2 separate regions of the Mustela erminea genome follow, and region 1 is linked to region 2. A link is a contact called in public Hi-C data. All regions are on one chromosome and are shown on one strand. Each heading gives the region's core, a stretch centred on a gene start, on an enhancer-like site or on the middle of the called end of the contact. The rest is flanking DNA. Distances are from core to core; before and after follow the strand shown. Region 1 holds the start of LOC116586587 (cytochrome b-c1 complex subunit 8). Region 2 holds the start of HSPA4 (heat shock 70 kDa protein 4).

Region 1 (4,027 bases), core at 39-2,538, 170 kb after region 2:
AACGCAAAATCACAACAGTGCAGTCCATAATAAGTTTATTACGTCTTCAAGACACTACAGTGTAGACTCCTCTCCCAGAGAAGGGTCCCTCATACACGGGTAATCACTATTCAGATGAATGGCTCACTTGTCGTTTTCATAGGCAGCTGGATTCTTCCTCTTGGATTTCTCAAACTCCTGGGTCCCCCAAGTGTAGACAAGATAAAACGCTACAAACGCTTTAAAAATAAAAAGTGAGAGTAAGTAGCAAGCCCATGGAAGACACCAGGGTCCTCAGTCTTCTTTTCTGACTCACTGCAGGCTCCGCCCTACTGTCTCTAGTTTCCAAGAAGCCACTTTTAAACCAGATGATCAAGGACGGTTACACCACACTCCCATTTTACAGGTGACCAAAAGGACGGCCCATTCCAGGAAAATCCATCACCAAAACTTCCCTCTCTCCCCCCAGATGCACATTTAAAAATATGTTAGTGAGATGGATGAGATGTAATGCACGTAACATATACTTCGCCCTTTAACACGCCAGTGCACACTTCTTTGGGGTTTTGGGTTTTTTTTGGACAATTCACAATGCTCTGTAACCATCATTACTATCTGCTACCCATTTCACACAGAACAGTTCATCGCTACGAAGTGGGTAAAGATGACCTCAGAGACGCCAGAATCACACAAGTGACCTTGGGCCCGCTGTTCGTGACTCGGTTTGCTCCTCTGTGAGATGGGGAGGATACACTTGTGCTGAAATAATGGAAAACGTGTGTGTGGCAAGCAGAGGGAGCTCAGTGAGGGGGCCCGCGGTCACTCAGTGTCTAACCGGAGTCCAGCCCCCCAACCCGGCCAAGGCACTCACGGGGCACGACGCGAAGAGCGCACGCCCGCGTGCGGCGGAGCACGTTGGGGATGCCCTTGCTGAAGTAGTGCGGGAAGGCGCGCTGCTCGAAGGGCGACAAGCTATAGGTGATCACATGCCGCATGCGGGTCAGATTCCCAAACGTGCGGCCCATGGTCGTGGCGGCGTCTGCAAGACGAGGGTGGACGGGCGCTTGCCTCAGTCCCGGGACGCGCCGTCCTGGACCCAAGACGCCCTCCCCAGAGCTCCTCACCCTTCCCCGCCCAGGCGGCGCCCCCACCCTCCCACGGACTCCCACTACCGCGCGCCCGGACTTCACTCCCGCGCGGGGGTCACCTCGCCCTCCACAGTCGCGGGAACCAGCGGCCTCCGCCCGTCACTTCCGCTAGGTTTGGAAGCTGCTCCAGGAAGCCGTGAAGTCACTTCCGGGGAGTACCATTTTCCGACCGTCTCCAGGGGGAGGCGCCGTTGCTGCCCCTTCGGCGGGGAAGCACCCCGGCCGGTCGTGGTGGCCCGGGAGGGGGCGGGGCCCAATCTGAGGCCCGGAGTACGCAATGGGATTTGCGGCGTCCGGCAGCCGCGGGAGGTTCCCCTGCTTCCTTTCAGCCTCCTTCCCGGCTGTGGAGCCGCAGGAAGCGGCCGGGGCTGGGAGGCAGAGAGAGGTGGTGAGAGAGGGGCCAGCCGGCGTCGAGGGCGCGTTGTCTCGGCCGGGCCCTGAGGGCCTGCGAGCCCAGCGCCTGTGGAGAGCACCCTGAGGCCGGAGGAGGGGCCGCCGCTCGCAGCCTTCTGCGCTCTGGCCCAAGCGCTAAAGGGGTCGGTTCTTTTCAGAACATCAGCGACCCAGTACCAGGATCAGGGACGTGCATCTGGGGCTTCTCTCGGCTGCCGCGGTCCGAGAATCCACTGGCGGGTCTCAGGCTTTCCCCGGGTAGAATAAAAGCGTTTCCTCAAATTGTGCCCCACGAAGAGTTCCCAAGGAACGGGCAAACATATGATAACCGGCCGTGGGTGGCGGTAGGAGAAACGAGGCGACCTCCACGAGTCGCCGGCTTGCCACCACCTCCCACCCAGGTCTGGCCGGGGGCAGGCTGCGGTGCCGGGTGGGGCGTGTCTGCCGCCCGCGCTTCACTGCCGCGGGGGCGTTCTCGGCGTTTCCGAAAGCACTTTCTACGGAAGGATGCTGCGGGCCTGGCCTTTCTGCCTGACGCAGAGCGTCTGTAAATGTTTTTGTTCATGGAATTGCCAGCCATATGTGATGTTGGAGTAAGCTGTCATTCAGCAGTCTGCGTGTGTTTTATGGAACCCTGCCTCCCAGCCTGGGGCCAGAGAGTCTTGGCAGGCAATGAGCTTAAAACGTGCAGAACGACCCTCAGTTTCATCAACGTAGGTACTGCACTGACTGCTTCTGGATCTTGTACCATGAGTGTGGGTTGACTTCCTTCCAGCATGGTCTCCTCACGGGTGCACTGACTGGATATGCCCTCATTTCAGTCTCTCATGGTGTACCTCGTTTTCCTAAAACATCATCTCTAGCTTTGTCTCAGCTCCAAAAGCATAAGTCCTATACCAAGGACAAGAGCACCCTAGCGAATTAAATTAATTTTTAAAAAACCGTGAAACCCTGCAAACATCTCTAAACCTTTCAGCCAAAATATATACAGATAAATGTACAGACCAAAGCAAAGGATCAAGATATTTAAACATGAGTCAAGGTTCAAAGCGATGTCCTTTTTAAAGAATATTTCAGTATTCCAAGTACATATTCTGTAGGAAGCTCCCTGAAAACTGGGCAACCCAACAGTTCTCTGCTCTCTGGAATTTCAATGCCAATTGTGACTTTTTCTCACTCTCCAAATCAGCATGCAACAAGTAATTATTCTAAGCACCTGGAAGCCAGAGAGGTGAGGAGGATGAAAGAAGAGGAAGAGTGAATCCAATACACTGCGTATCAACAGATCTTCCTATTACCATGAATAGCTTTCCCATTTCTTTGAAAGTTTCAGCAAGCGCCTAAGGAACATTTTAAGAATCTTAGTCTCAAAAAATGGGTGATTTTGAGATCATTTCTCAATTCTCTTGGCCTTTTGGTTTGCATAACTAGTCCATTGGCGTAACAATAACTTAAAGAGTTTTAAATAAATCTCTCTTTAAAGGGGGGTGGTGGTTGCCTGGGTGACTCAGTGGATTAAAGCCTCTGCCTTCTGCTCAGGTCATGGTCCAGGGTCCTAGGATCGAGCCCCACATCAGGCTCTCTGCTCAGCAGGAAGCCTGCCTCTCTCTCTCTCTCTGCCTGCCTTTCTGCCTACTTGTGATCTCTGTCAAATAAATAAATAAAATCTTTAAAAATAAAATAAAAGGAGGGGGGAGAAGAAAGAGAAATAACCAGAATGCATCCATATCTAAATGAGGACAAATTGGATAAATAAGACGTTATCAGCAGTTAGATGCACAGCTGACAAAAATTATCTTCAGCTAGGCATCCTTGAGGTCTGATTACAGAAGTGACCCTAGCCTACCTACACACCTAAAATTTATTTAAAAGACTGAGCTAGGCCCTTCCTGCCTTTTTAGCAAGAAGACTGGTAGGGGGAAATGTATCCCTTGCTAGTTCTTCCAGGCCATGGCGCTTCTCAGCAACTTCTTCCTTTGGTTTTTCTGCTTTTCCTGGCTGTGTTTTCCTACTAGGCTTAGTTCTCAGGCTTCTAGAGGAGAAACTCAGATTGCAGCTGGTGCTGAGTTGAAGTCTGAGGCTGAGCCTTGGTCCTTGCTGCGGCCTCTAGATGAAAGAGACAGATCTGACTTCCTTTCTCCTGTTTTCAGGGTTCTGTATGATGGGCAAGGTGGCACCCCTAGATTGCAGCCAGACTCCAGAGCTTTGCGCTACATGAAGAGGCTCTATAAGGCATATGCAACCAAGGAGGGAATCCCTAAATCTAACAGAAGTCCTTTCTACAACACTGTTCGGCTCTTCACATCCTGTGCCCAGCGCAAGCAGGCTCCTGGGGACCAGGCAACAGGTATGTAGAAGCAGATTAGTTAATGGGTGGTGGGAAGATGATACAGTTGTCTGTGTTTCAGTTACAGAATGGAGCTGGGCCTTACTCCTTAAATTACTTCTTATTTTGCATGATTACTTTTTATTTTGCATGAATACTTTTTATTTTGCGTGATACTCAG
Region 2 (4,539 bases), core at 1,368-3,867:
CCCTCAAATAAATCTTTAAAAAAAAAGAGGGGGGGCCTGGGTGGCTCAGTGGGTTAAAGCCTCTGCCTTCGGCTCGGGTCATAATCTCAGAGTCCTGAGATCAAGCCCCACATCGGGCTCTCTGCTCAGCAGGGGCCTGCTTCCCCCAATCCTCTCTACCTCCCTCTCTGCCTACTTGTGATCTCTGTCACATAAATAAATAAAAATCTTAAAAAAAAAAAAACACTATAAATACGGGGTGCCTGGGTGGCTCAGTCACTAAGCATCTACCTTCAGCTCAAGTCATGATCCCAGGGTCCTGGGATCCAGCCTGCATTGGGCTCCCTGTTCAGCGGGAAGCCTGCTTCTCCCTCTCCCACTCCCCCGCCTGTATTCCCTCTCTCGCTGTCTCTCTCAAATAAATAAAATCTGTAAAGAAAGTAAAATAAAATAAATTATAAATGTGGGGAAACTGGTATGTAACAGCTAATGGGTACAGAATTTTTTTTTTAAAGATTTATTTATTTATTTGACAAACAGAAATCACAAGGAGGCATAGACGCAGGCAGAGAGAGGAAGCAGGCTCCCTGCTGAGCAGAGAGCCCGATGCGAGGCTCGATCCCAGGACTCTGGGATCATGACCTGAGCCGAAGGCAGAGGCTTTAACCCACTGAGCCACCCAGGTGTCCCTGGGTACAGGATTTCTTTAGGTCTAAGTTTTTAAATTGATTGTGGGACATAGTTGCAGTTTTGTGACTACACTGAAAACAAACTGTACGCTTTAAATGGGTTGACTGTACATTATGTGAATTCTCTCTCAATAAAACTACAAACTAATTGACGGGTGCCTGGGTGGCTCAAAGGGTTAAAGCCTCTGCCTTCGGCTCAGGTCATGAGCCCAGGGTCCTGGGATGGAGCCAGCCCAGTGGGCTCTCTGCTCAGGGGAGAGCCTGCTTCCCCCCTCTCTCTACCTGCCTCTCTGCCTACTTGTGATCTCTGGCAAATAAATAAAATCTTAAAAAAAAAAAAAAAAAACTATAAACTAATTGAGAAGGGAACATCATACCACGTTTTAGTATGGGAGATGAATTTTCAGGGAAGTACCTGGTCCAGGTCTAAATAAGGGGCAGAAATTTTACAAGTGGAAGGAAAATGTTTTGAGTCTCTGAGCAGCAAGTTCACTGGAGGGAGCAATCTAGTTTAGCTACCCAAGTGAGGGAAGGGTGACCAAAGTTATGGGGGGGGGGGGAATGGGCCTTTGAACAGAAGCCTTTGGAAAGGCCACGTGGCAAATAAGAGAACCCAGAAAATAAGCTTCTTAAAAGATTTTTCCCCAAAAGAGGATAATGGATTGAAAAGTACCTCTACAGTCAAAAAGCATACTCTACCCAAGGAGAGACCTGAGTTGAGTCATGATTTTTTAGAGCTGTGTCTACACTGGTCCCTTAACTTACTATAGGTTCTAGAAGTAAAAGTGAGCCCCTGAGTCATTCATTAACAATTGCGGCCAACACCCTGGTTGGAATGTATTAACTGTGAAAGTGGAACGCTGTAGGTGTGCACGTGCAGAGAATGAAAGAGAATGACACAACATAGCTCAACATACTGAAACGATGTGAAAAACCAACGTGAGCGCAAAAGCATCAGGACGACACTGACTTTATTAAGTACTTTTCTGGTAGCTAGCTGTGCCTTCCAGGCGGAATACGAACCTCTCTCCGGTGCTACGGCTCCCTCTCTTCCGGGTGCTGCCCCGCCCCCACTCACGTGGGATTCTGGCCGCTCCATCTTCAGGCCGCCAGCAAAGGCCAGAACCCGTTTAATTCAACTAACTTAATTCGCGCCTACTGTGTGCAAAGGTCCGAACTCTGTCGTAGGCTGAAAAAGCGGCAGTACGCCCTGGCCCTGGACTCTGCCCTCTAAAACAAGAACTCGGCACACTATATATCCCAGGCCTGCCTTCCCTCCAGCTCCTACCCCTGCCCTCTGCTGGTACGAGTACCAGCTCAGAGCCCTCACTCAACCCGCAGGCCACCGAGTAAAGGCCTTGCCGCTGGTGCAGACCCTCACGGGGAGTCGCAGCCACTAGTGACCTGACACCCAGCAGGGGGTTCCCACCCACTGGGCCCTTGCTCCAAACAGAGGTGACTCCCCGGCTCGTGTTCCCCAAACCGCGAGGTTCGGAAACCAGAGCAAGGGCTACATCCCCACCCCCACCCCCACCCCGTGCACGCGGCCTGACTGGCCCACACTCACGGCGTGCAGCGGTCGCTGTACTCATTAGCGATCGTCTCGATGCCGCCGGCGCGGGCCACAGCGACGTAGCAGCTCTGGAAGCCCAGGTCTATGCCCACCACCGACATGGCGCCGGCTACAGTCCGGGCTCGAGCCCAGGTCCGGCCGGCGAAACAGGACACGGACCCCGGCGGAGCTGGCGCGCGGAGTGAGGGCCGCGTGGGCCGGAGGGCCGGGGCTAGCGGAGGACGTGAGGTAGTCCTCGCGGGCGCCTAAGTCCCTGGGAAGGGAGCGGCAGCGGAGAGCGCTGCTCAGGCCGGCTCCGGCTCAGCGGCCGCAGAGGGGGCGCCGGGAGCGGGGGCGGAGAAGATCTCGAAAGATCTCGTCGCGACGAGACTAAAGCACTAGCGCGAGAACTGAGAAGGAAAGGAATGTTCTCGCGAGACCTCGGCTCAGTCGCTTTTCCTTCTGAGGTTCCGCCCCCAATTACGACAAGCGTACGTCACGTTCTGGCAGGAGAAGCTCGGAAGAGGCTCAGCGGTTGAAAGATGGTTGGGAGGTCGAGTGAGCCTGCGCATGGAGCCCGCCGCAGCGACTCCCCACGGCGGCAAAAAGCAGTGAGGCGCCTCCCCTCACAGAAGAAAGTGGGAAAGCCGGGTTGAGGCAAAATACTGAAGAGGCGCCATTGGCCTACTTCCGCCGTTTCTCTTTATCAAAGAAACTTCCGGTGATAGGAACACTTGCGCCCCCATTTGTGTTGCGCTCCTAAAATGGCAGCGCAAGCTAGTATTCAAAGACCAGAGCGCCCTCCCCTCTGGACCCTACGGGGTAGGTCCGCCGGTGGACGACAAGGCCGCCCTTGAAATGTGGTCTAGAGGAGGGCCTTAGGTAGGGGCTCTGTCGAAGTCCAGGACAGCGCCCTCTCCAGCGGAGGGCAGGAATCCTCTCGGTCCCACCGCCGAGGTTTTTTTTCACTCAGCTCTGCCTCACCTTTCTCTAAGACGTTTGCGTCCTTAGAGCCGACGGAGGGGCCAACAATACTTAAACCTTGAAATCCCCAGCACGTTCCAAGCACCCGTCCTGGGGTGAATGCAAGGGATACAGATGGATGACAGGCTTCCTAGGTCGGCCCAGACCGGCCAGTGACAGGATTACTCGAGGCTAAAGAATCGTGAACTTTAGGGCCCCTCACGAGTGTTCCAGGAGCAAACAGGAAGCCTACTTGCCTTTGGAAAGCAACTCCTATATAATAAGAATTTCTGATAAAGAGGTTGGAGAGGTTTCAGTGGGGGAATCTGGATCTCCCAAGTCTCCAGTAATTTGCTGTGATTTTTTTTTTCTACATATTTATTTTGTGATTTTTTTAAGGGTATAGATGTATATGCTTCAATCCCTCAAAACCTGAATCCCACTGGTCACGAGGATAGCTAAAAAAACTAAAAGGAATCCCAGTACAAGGTGGCAAGTGTTATGCACAAAATGGGAGTTAAAGATCTCTATCTTAAGGCTAGAACAATTGGAACATTTAATGAATCAGCCAAGAAGAAAGTGCATTTTCTCAACTGCATTAACTGCCCCACAGCGCCCCACCTCACCCCCCACACACACCTCAGTCTCCTGGAGAAATGCCCAAAGGCCAGATTGTTTGCCTTTACACTTCCAAATTACCACACATTATTTAATGTTTTGGCTAAGCCAGTGGTACTTCGTCTTCAAAACCGAGTAGTCTTCAAAACCGAGTACTGAGTGCTACCTAAGGTAGGAGATTGAGGGAGATGGGTAATAGTGGAGGCAGCAAGAAGAGGCCTTTGAACAAAGAGAACAGGGATGAACAGATACTCTATACCCCTGTTCATAGCATTATTGACAATAGCCAAAAGGTGAAAACAACCCAAATAATCACTGATGCATGATTGAATTTTTAACACGGTCTATACATGTGATAGAATATTATTCAGCCTTAAAAAGGAACAAAACTTTTAACACCTGTTACAGCATGGATGAACTTTAAAAATACTATGCCAAGTAAAAGAAGTCAGACAGGAAAGAACAAATTTTGTATGATTCAATTAGGAAACTTTAGAGGACACTTCAGCAACCAATCTGAACTATGGAAACCTGAATAACATAGGAGGGCCTGCAGTGATCCCCAATCCTCTGGCTGATACAAACATTCCCATTAGATGACCCACCTCAAAATAGCCATAAGCCCTAGCGGAATGATGGGTTACTTAGATCCAGACACAGTTATCAAAAAAAAAGGAAAATTCCATGTGTTCCCATACTCTCTCACCTTCCCTTTTTAACTACAGCCCCCTACCACTG

What was found. A called contact is a pair of places that touch in the nucleus more often than the background predicts.
Region 1: a contact with region 2 is called in a Hi-C map of skeletal muscle, with 5 times the contacts expected there. The contact joins the promoter of LOC116586587 here to the promoter of HSPA4 in region 2. A contact is called at or near these places in 2 of 3 Hi-C or Micro-C datasets (skeletal muscle and spleen).

What each region holds. Positions count from the first base shown.
Region 1 is chr3:93,609,505-93,613,531 of mMusErm1.Pri, forward strand. LOC116586587 (cytochrome b-c1 complex subunit 8) reads right to left here and starts at 1,289. Exons shown (of 3, transcript XM_032336747.1): 1 at 1,187-1,289; 2 at 851-1,018; 3 at 19-218. The coding sequence starts at 1,004. The coding sequence ends at 124. It overlaps GDF9 (growth/differentiation factor 9), which reads left to right. Exons shown (of 3, transcript XM_032336746.1): 2 at 3,671-3,867. The coding sequence starts at 3,735.
Region 2 is chr3:93,438,532-93,443,070 of mMusErm1.Pri, forward strand. HSPA4 (heat shock 70 kDa protein 4) reads right to left here and starts at 2,618. Exons shown (of 19, transcript XM_032336729.1): 1 at 2,236-2,618. The coding sequence starts at 2,342.